Linked DNA regions of Mus musculus: all the other regions are linked to region 3. The links are chromatin contacts, called in public promoter capture Hi-C maps. All regions are on one chromosome and are shown on one strand. The core of a region is the stretch at or near the end of the contact, and the rest is flanking DNA. Distances in the headings are between cores, read along the strand shown. Region 1 holds the start of Tspan2 (tetraspanin 2). Region 2 holds the start of Tent5c (terminal nucleotidyltransferase 5C). Region 3 holds the start of Atp1a1 (ATPase, Na+/K+ transporting, alpha 1 polypeptide).

What was found. Promoter capture Hi-C pulls out the DNA fragments that hold promoters and counts their contacts.
Region 1: a promoter capture Hi-C map of second pharyngeal arch cranial neural crest shows a contact between it and region 3. The contact joins the promoter of Tspan2 here to the promoter of Atp1a1 in region 3. A contact is called at or near these places in 6 of 39 promoter capture datasets (the C10 cell line, cranial neural crest, embryonic stem cells and 3 more) and 2 of 115 datasets of contacts at active chromatin or transcription factors (large pre-B cells and pancreatic cancer cells).
Region 2: a contact with region 3 is called in a promoter capture Hi-C map of pre-B cells, with 4 times the contacts expected there. The contact joins the promoter of Tent5c here to the promoter of Atp1a1 in region 3. A contact is called at or near these places in 3 of 39 promoter capture datasets (liver, neutrophils and pre-B cells), 4 of 484 Hi-C or Micro-C datasets (CD4 T cells, embryonic stem cells, natural killer cells and 1 more), 1 of 115 datasets of contacts at active chromatin or transcription factors (thymic regulatory T cells) and 2 of 9 other capture datasets (adipose tissue and liver).

What each region holds. Positions count from the first base shown.
Region 1 is chr3:102,733,516-102,736,315 of GRCm38.p6, forward strand. Tspan2 (tetraspanin 2) reads left to right here and starts at 1,255. Exons shown (of 8, transcript NM_027533.3): 1 at 1,255-1,550. The coding sequence starts at 1,482. Tspan2os (tetraspanin 2, opposite strand) reads right to left here and starts at 1,902. Exons shown (of 4, transcript NR_040588.1): 1 at 1,713-1,902.
Region 2 is chr3:100,487,767-100,490,493 of GRCm38.p6, forward strand. Tent5c (terminal nucleotidyltransferase 5C) reads right to left here and starts at 1,426. Exons shown (of 2, transcript NM_001142952.1): 1 at 1,328-1,426.
Region 3 is chr3:101,603,396-101,606,099 of GRCm38.p6, forward strand. It overlaps Atp1a1 (ATPase, Na+/K+ transporting, alpha 1 polypeptide), which reads right to left and starts at 1,312. Exons shown (of 23, transcript NM_144900.2): 1 at 1,008-1,312. The coding sequence starts at 1,019.

The sequences.
Region 1 (2,800 bases), core at 5-2,504, 1.1 Mb after region 3:
TAATGGGGTAATGTGTCACATTAGTCAAGTGCCTGCCCTCTGTGATTTGTTCTGGTGAGCTCCTGACTCCCCTCACCTTGGCCATCTCTCTGACTCCTGCTCCCAGGCTAGGTTGTACTTCCTCTGCTTCCTCCCCTGACCCCCTGCTCTCTCTACTGGCACCTTTTTGTTTGTTTGGTTTTGGTTTTTTGAGACAGGGTTTCTCTGTATAGCCCTGGCTATCCTGGAACTCACTCTGTAGACCAGGCTGGCCTCAAACTCAGAAATCTGCCTGCCTCTGCCTCCCAAGAGCTGGGATTAAAGGCGTGAACAACCACTGCCCAGCTACTGACACCTATTTTACAAATTAGGATCAGGTCCAGTCTTCTTGAAAAGCCTTCCTTAGTCAAGGCAGAAGCAGTCTCTTGCCCAGCTCCTAGCCCACCCACCTCACCTTGTTCCAAAAATTTGCTTACAGATCTGTGCCCTCCAGTAAAGATGTGATAGCAAGCCTGGCATTCTTCTGGTGTCCCCAGGGCTTGCTACTATGCCTGGCCTATAATTGGCACTTAGAGTGTTGCTAAATTAATGCACAAGCTCCCTGATTTTACACTTTCCTGTCTCCCCCGTGCCGTCTGACACCACATATTGTAGACACTTAGTCAACTGAAGTGAATGCCCGATTCTTCACCAGTCGCCTAGCTTAATAAAAACAAAGCAAAACAGAACTCGCTCCCTTTCCCTGATCTACACATCTCAGTCTAGACCCTAAGAATCTGGACTTCTTTCAAGGCCCCCGATCTATCAAACCTAGCAGGATGTGAGTGAGAGGTCTGACTCCCTTTCCCTGATCTGGTGGGCTGGACTGGGCAGGGTGGGAAGCAGTGTCAGGGCCCAGGGCCTCCGCCTGGCGCGCCTACTCCCAGTTCTTGCCTATTAAGGTAACAGTCCTCTAGGAACGCAGCGGCAGGAGGGAGGGTCCCCAGCAGCGGCCTCCGCCCGCGGCCTGGGCGCTTGCAGGACTCTGCTTAACTGCAGCCCTGGACACTCTGCCTGGCGCCTCACCACAGAGTCTCTACCGGCTTCACCGATCCTATTAGCTTTACCATCTGAAGTCACCTCCCTAGGTTTCCATAGACACGCAGGATAACTTCAACCATCATCGAGGGCCTCAAGGGAGTCTGGGCACCCGGCACTGATTAAATGGACCCCGCGTTCCGGGTGGGCGCACATATGCTCGGATAGCTACAGGAGCCCAAGCCCACCAGCGTGGACGAAGGTGGTGCTACCTCCAAGGGCCGGAGCGGGTGCGTGGGACCGGGATCTCCACCCCAGGGCGCCCCAGCCACAGCCAGCTGGCCGCTCGCGACCAAATCCCCGCCCGCAGACCACGCCCACAGGTCACGCCCCTCCCAACCCGCCCCGCCCCTCCACCGGCGCCCGCCGCTCCCGGGGCTCGGCGCGGGCCTGGGGAATCGGGAGCCCGCCGCCGGGGTCGCAGCATGGGGCGTTTTCGCGGGGGCCTGCGGTGCATCAAGTATCTGCTGCTCGGCTTCAACCTGCTGTTCTGGGTGAGACCCGAACCGGCGGGCCGGTTAGGGGGCCAGGGTCCCCGGGGAGGTGACCGCAATAGAGTTGGGCCATAGGAGAGGGCAGGATGTTCAGAGGCGCTAAGCAGACAAAGAGGGAGGGGACATATGGAGGGGGATAGGACATAGAGAAGCTTGAGCTACCAGAGGTGATGAGAAGAGGAGACACGGTGCGATGCTCCCCCGAAAGAAGCCATCATCTTCGGCGGCATCGCCCGGCGGGTGGCGCCAGGTGCGGGGATCTAGCGGGCCCCAATATTCCGAGGGCTGGGGGCCTGGCGGCCCGTGCTCCCTGCATCCTGCTGTGTACACACACCCACTTCTCGCGCTGCCTTCTCTGGGGAACCCGGCGGCCGGGCCAAGGCTCTGGGAGGGAAATCCCTACCGTAGGGCTGCCTGGGGTGGCGCCCCAACCAAGAGTGTGCGGACACGCCGCCTGGCTCTGGTGGTTTGTTGGGAAAATAACGGACAGTAGAGAAAATTGAAAGAGTGGGGAAGATCGTCCTTTTCTTGGGCATTGGCGGGGGGGGGGGTCTTCTGGGTGGGCAGTGGTGGGTGCTCTTTTACGAGGGGTTGGAAAATGGAGGGATTTTGGAAGAGCAGCAACATCCCCCTAGGGTCCCTGCGTACAACCAGTACTCTTGAAATGATCTCATTCAACTTTGCAGGGTGGTGTAGACCTGGCAGCATTCCCTGGGTAGAGATGCATAGAGACAGCCAGAGAGAGTGCCATGGCCCCAGTCTACTGTGTTAGCAGGGCATAGTTAGAGGTGTACCATCCCTGGAATACTCTCTCCCGAGCCCTGGAAAACGGTCAGAGGCCCATTCTGCACAGTCCCTATTGGCCTTCCAGTAACAGAATGCCAGCCAGTGTAGCTGCTCAGATAGACCCTGAGGGAAGACACGAGTCTCGCTTCAGGGGATGTGGGTAACTGCAGGAGCAGAGATGCTTTGGGATGCTTTGAAACCACTGGACTGGCCGCGATGGTTGTCCCATCTGCTCTGAGGAGGCTGGATGGACGATAAGTAATAAATTATTGAACGATGGGCCTCACTTGTGACTACCAACCCATCAGCCCTGAAGCCTGGGTGACTCCAGCAACTCTAAGCTCTTCAGAGACTGCGTGGCCATGACCAACACTGGCTAGCAATGGACAGTCTGGAGGCAGTACCTGGGGACATCCCCTGTATTTTAAAAATACATATAGACTTTGTACAACTTGGCTTTTACA
Region 2 (2,727 bases), core at 176-2,675, 1.1 Mb before region 3:
ATCACACCTCTGGTGACTTCCAGCAAGATAGAATTCTTGGTAAGCCTTCCTACCACCCTCTTGGCTGCCTGGCTAGCTTTCTGGCTCCCTCGCTGCCTTGCCAAGCAAATTACAGTGGAAGTTGTTGTAGCCAGCAATGGCCACCGTCACCCTCCTTCCCAGAGTAGCGGGGCAGCTGGGGACCTAATTTAGGAGGATTTGACCATCTTAACTTTATTTCCAGAACACCAAACTCGTCATAATTCAAACTATTACATACACAGCTATTCTTAAAAAATCAGTAAGTCTATTAAATCTTTCGTTGTAAGCACTTTATCCTCAATTGAGGGAGGGGCTTAAGACTTGGGTCCGGGCTCTGAACGGTTTCTCCACATTAAAGGTTGAGAGGAGAGAAAAGAGGCCTAGACCACCTAGGGATGACAATCGATGCTGGTGGAAGTTTTGCGTTCTTGAAAAACCAACTAGGCATTTCCTCACCAGCCCTCCAGGACTTTGCGGTCTCCTGCCCTCCAGCCTGCCCGCGCTAGGTGTAAAGGCTACCAGCTGGTACTGCAGGTTCCTCAACTTCTTCCTATGGAGAAGGCTCTCACCCTCCTCGCAAACTGCGCTAAAGAAGTTCCCTGACCCGGACGATCCGGGAGCCGCGCCTCTAAGCCACCGACAGCACCGCTATCAGAGTCAACGGACTGACTACATGGCTTTCAGCCTACGCAGTAAGCGACTTTCGATCCCCAAAGGGGAGGAACCAGGTTTCACAGCCGCTGAATTCTCGAGAAGTTTCCGAGAGACGCGCAGCTTCGATCATTTGGCCGCGCTGGGTGTCCACAGTCCCAAAGGGAGAAGGATCTCAGCCGCCATCCCGGGCACCGAGCCCAGGAAACTGCCCTCCCCTCGCCGGCCAGGCTTTAGCCCCGACCGCTGCGTCTTCATCTGCGCCGCCAAAACCGCGGGGTTCAAAATCGCCCGGGTTCCGGGCTCGGTGTGCGCGCCACAGGGGCGCAGCTCAGAGCCGGAGCACCGACTAGGTGCAGGGAAAGAGCCCCCTACACTCCGGCTGCCGGGGCAGCAGGAACTCGCCCAAGTTTGCCAAAGCCCGGCCACGGTCTCCGAAAAGTTTGCCTCCTTCACAGAGGAAAGTTTGCGTGAGGGACGCGGGAGCCAGGCGGGTCCTGACACCTGCTGGCATCTCTCCTCCATCCCCGGGGCATGCCACCAGGCTCTGCCGGGACTGACCCTAAGCGGGAAAGCGCGGCCCCCCCCGCCCCCCCCGCCCCGGAGGACCGCAGCAGCATCCTCCCACCTGCGGAGGAGGGGAGTGTGGACTCACCTGGGCGTTGGAAGAGGAGGTGACTGAGGCAGGTGGTTGGCGTGGGCAGCCCCCAGCAGGAGCGGAGCGGAGACTGCGGCCCCTAGACAGCTGCGGCGAGTGAGCGGTCCGGCCGCCGCCCCCTCCGATCTTAACCGGCCTGACCACTCCCCCGCGCCTCCCCGCCCCTGCCCCCGCCCCGCGGCCGGCCTCCCGGGGGAGCCAGGGCGGGGCGCGCCGGCCGGGGCCCCGCGGGATCCTTGCGCCCCGCGCTGACGGCGGGGGGCCGGACGAACGCCGCCCTCTGATTGGCTCCTCGGGTCAATGGTTGCCGAGAGACGAGTAAACCTCGGGCGGCGCAAAGGGGCGGGGTGACCAAGAGGCAGCGTTGCGCAGGCGCAATAGAGAGGTGCTTTGTGGGCGGCGAACTAACTTTGGGGTTGAGGGCACAATTTTCCTCTGTCCTCTCCGCTCCACTCTGCCGTCTTCTTTAGCTTTCCCTTGCCTAGACTGTCCTTCCCTCTACCCCGCTTGCTCCCTGGCGGGCGCGTCTTCTTTCAAACTTTTAGGCGCTCCTCGCCCCAGTGCTCTCTGGTTTCCGGGAGCCGGGAGTGGAAGCCCACGCCTGCCTCGCGCGGTGTTTGTGAAGTCGGAAAACTCTTAGGTGGGCCCTGGAAAAATCTTTCTGATTCCTCGAACAAATTGGCTGGAGGTGAGGTCGTGGTCCTGGGGGGAAGGAAGCAGCTGTGGCCGCGCGGACCACCTGTGTGCAATTGGCGATCCCGGGAAGCTATCGCCAAAGCCTTAAGCACAGCAGCTCAGCTCTCCAGAGAGCAGCGCTGGTCTTTGCTGCTTGTTACTGCTCGCAGGTGTGGGACACACACACACACACACACACACACACACACACACACACACACACACACTCACTCACTCACTCACTCACACACACATAGTTGATGGCTCACACACACACACACACACACACTCACTCACTCACTCACTCACTCACACACACATAGTTGATGGCTCCGCTGTGGAACTCTCCTTCACCACTTAATTACCCGGAAGGCCTTGCAAGAAGCTATTGTGGTTTGGTCTTTATTTTAAGACAATGCCTCCTGAACCCCAGACAGGCCTCTAAGTAGCCTTGGCTCACCTTTAACTGATCCACCTCTGTGCACCTCCCAACTGCTGGGATTATAGGCGTGGTCTACCACGCCCAGCTTTACTGACCGTCTTGACCTATCCTCCAAAAACACTATTTCCCATCTGTATTATGGGAGGAAGGACGAGATAACCGTGAGATCAATATTATGGAAATAGCTATTAATCATGCACTGCTTGCTAAAAAGTTCATGCCAGGTACTAAATAAATCAGAAAGCAGTCGTTAATAAACACTTGTTGAGTTTCGTTTGAC
Region 3 (2,704 bases), core at 62-2,561:
TCCATCCAGTATATACCCGGGTGCCTTAGGACCTGCAGTGTCTACAGCTTGTCTGCTTGGTCAGCCCTGAAAAGGGTGGAATGGACTCTCCCACCTGTATTCTCATGACTGGTGCTTTTTCAAGCTAGGAACTGATATTTTCAGGGTTATTTTTTTAAGTTTTTAATCTGCTACTTTGAGGTCAAGAACTAACTCTTCCGAGGTGGACAGCAGTAACCGAGGTGGGAACTCAGTGTTGTTCGTGCCCGATTCCCTCATTCTCTTCGGGAACCGCTCTCGGGTGAGACAGCAGTGCAGGAAACCCGCATGGCTTTTCTAACACCATCAACTGCCCAGTCTCCAGTCCTTTGTTAGATTGACAGTACCCTGCGGCCCTGAAGGGTCAGCCTGGCCCCATTTAAGAATTGTGCTCCGACATAAAACAACACACCCCTCCCCGTCGTTAAGACGATAACACCAGTTACCAAAGGCACATCCTGTTATGGACAGTGGCCCATTTTAAAGCTCTCAAAAGTATACCTTAAAGGCTATCTTTGGGCTGTGAAGTCACACCCTTTCTGGCACCAGCTTCGCTGGGCTGGTTCGGCCTAAGGGGAAGCCAGTTTTTTTCCTTTGGGGGAGGGCGGTCGCCTCTGCGGGGAGCTGGCCGAGCCCCAGCGCCTCCAGGAGAAGGGAGTCTCGACCCGGAGGCTGCCCTCGCCGGCGCCGGGCCGCGGCGAGGACCGCCACCGCGAGGGGGCCCTGTCGGAGCTCCCCGGGGGAAGGGGAGGAGCGCTCCTTCCCCTGGGCACGGTGGGAGGAGGGAGAAAGGAAGCGCAAGGCGCGCGGTGAAGGCGACCAGAGGGCTCAGGCAGGGCAGGCGCCCGGCTCAGAGATGCCGCCCCGGGTGCTCCTCCTCCCGGGCCGCTGCCCGCGCTCAGCACCCGCCCCTCCATTGCCGAGAGCCCGGTCTCTAAGCCGCTTCCTCCCGCGCCCCCGCCCGGGGCCCGGGCTCGCCAGACACTCACCCCCTTCCCCATGGTGGCGGCGCTGCGGGCCCCGCGCCGGGTCCTGTTGCTGGAGACTAGAAAGAGAAGAGAGCAGCTCCCGGCCGGGAGAGCGGAGCCGGGGGAGCCGAGAGGCGGGAACTAGGGCTGCCGCGGGAGGAAAGAGGGAGGACGGCCGGCGCCCCGGACCGAGGCCGCCGCTGCTGCCGCCGCTGCTGCCGCCGCTGCCACGTGTCCGCCTCCTCCCGCCGAGGCTCCGCGCCCCAGACCCAGCCGCAGCTCGAGCCCGTGCCTCCTCCTCACTTCCTAAAATATGCAACCTGCGTGATGGCTCCGCCCACGCGTGCACGTCACCGTTACCGGAGCAACCTGACACCGGCTCCAGCTAGCTCCGCCTCCGCCTCTAACCCCTCCCAGCCGGGCCCAGACCGCGCTAGCGACTGCCTGCCCTGGGCTCCCGGCAGGAGGGCGCCGGTGCCCAGGACGCGGGTGTCTGGGTCTCTCAAGGGCTACGGAGCGCTCCCGCCTGCAGAACACTGGGGACTTGAGTGAGCAGCCTGCGGAGTAGGGTGCGGAAGGTCCACAGTGGGTGCGGCGCAGTCGGGGCTAGTCTACTTGCTCAGCGTAGCTTTTCTGGGGTCTCGAGGGGCCGGGGTTGGACAGCAGCTGCACGACTCCGAGGGATTCCTCTCTGCAGAATCCAGGCCGGCATCCTTCGGCGGCGGCGGATGGTGCTTTCCCTTTGATTCCTTCGTCCTGGGGTCCTCTCACTCCACCACTAGAGAAATGCTTCAGGACATATACACACGCGCGCGTGCGCGCATCACTTACATTTCCCTTCCCTTATGACCCCCAAATGACTATATAAAAAAAAAAAGTCAGTAAGAAATTCATTCACAGCACTGTATGAATGAAATCTTGCAAAAGAGGAGGGGGGATTAAACTGTTTGTTGGAGAGTTTCTCCTTTTTATGGCAGAGAAACCTAAAACCCAAAAGAACACCCATCTTTAGTAAAAGAGGTGGCTCAAGCATTTTGAAGAACAGCATCCACAGCATCCGTGGTTACCTTGAGGGTCTCATCAGACTCACTTCCAGCCAGTCGCATCCCACTCTTGGCCTGGCAGAGTTGCAGGGCGGGGCTTCTAGTTTCAGTGGCTAAGCAGGCGCTGTGATGGCTGAAACTTAACATCAGAAACAACAAAGTATTTGTTGTTGTTCTTACCAATCTCAGGAAAGCAAGCAGTCTGGGAAAGCTTAGGATTCAGAAGAGAAACTCGATTTCCATCTCTGAAAATACCTAGAAGTAAGGAAAACACTAACTTCTTAGATATAGACCTATCAACTTCAAGTGTCAATGCTTTGTAGGATGTAGAGCTTGCAAAAAATAGGTGGGGGTGGGCAGAGGGTAAGGGAAGGAGAAACACCCAAACATCTAGGCACTGTGTTATCAGTTCCTCCATAGAGCAATTCTCAGTACTTCTTAGAAACAACGGTTGCTTATACAACTGTTGCTTATAGCAGAAGGCAGCCTTTATCTCTTCCAGTGATCTACAGAACTTGATTAAATCAGTTTGGGGCTTAGAGAGAAGAGGAAACTATAAGCAAAATTTAAAATCACGATTCTGGGGAAAGACCCTTCAAATCCAGAGTACCAGTACCAGCCCTGTTAGTTCAACTGGAGGTCACAGAGTGTTAGCTAGACTTAAGAAAGTGCATT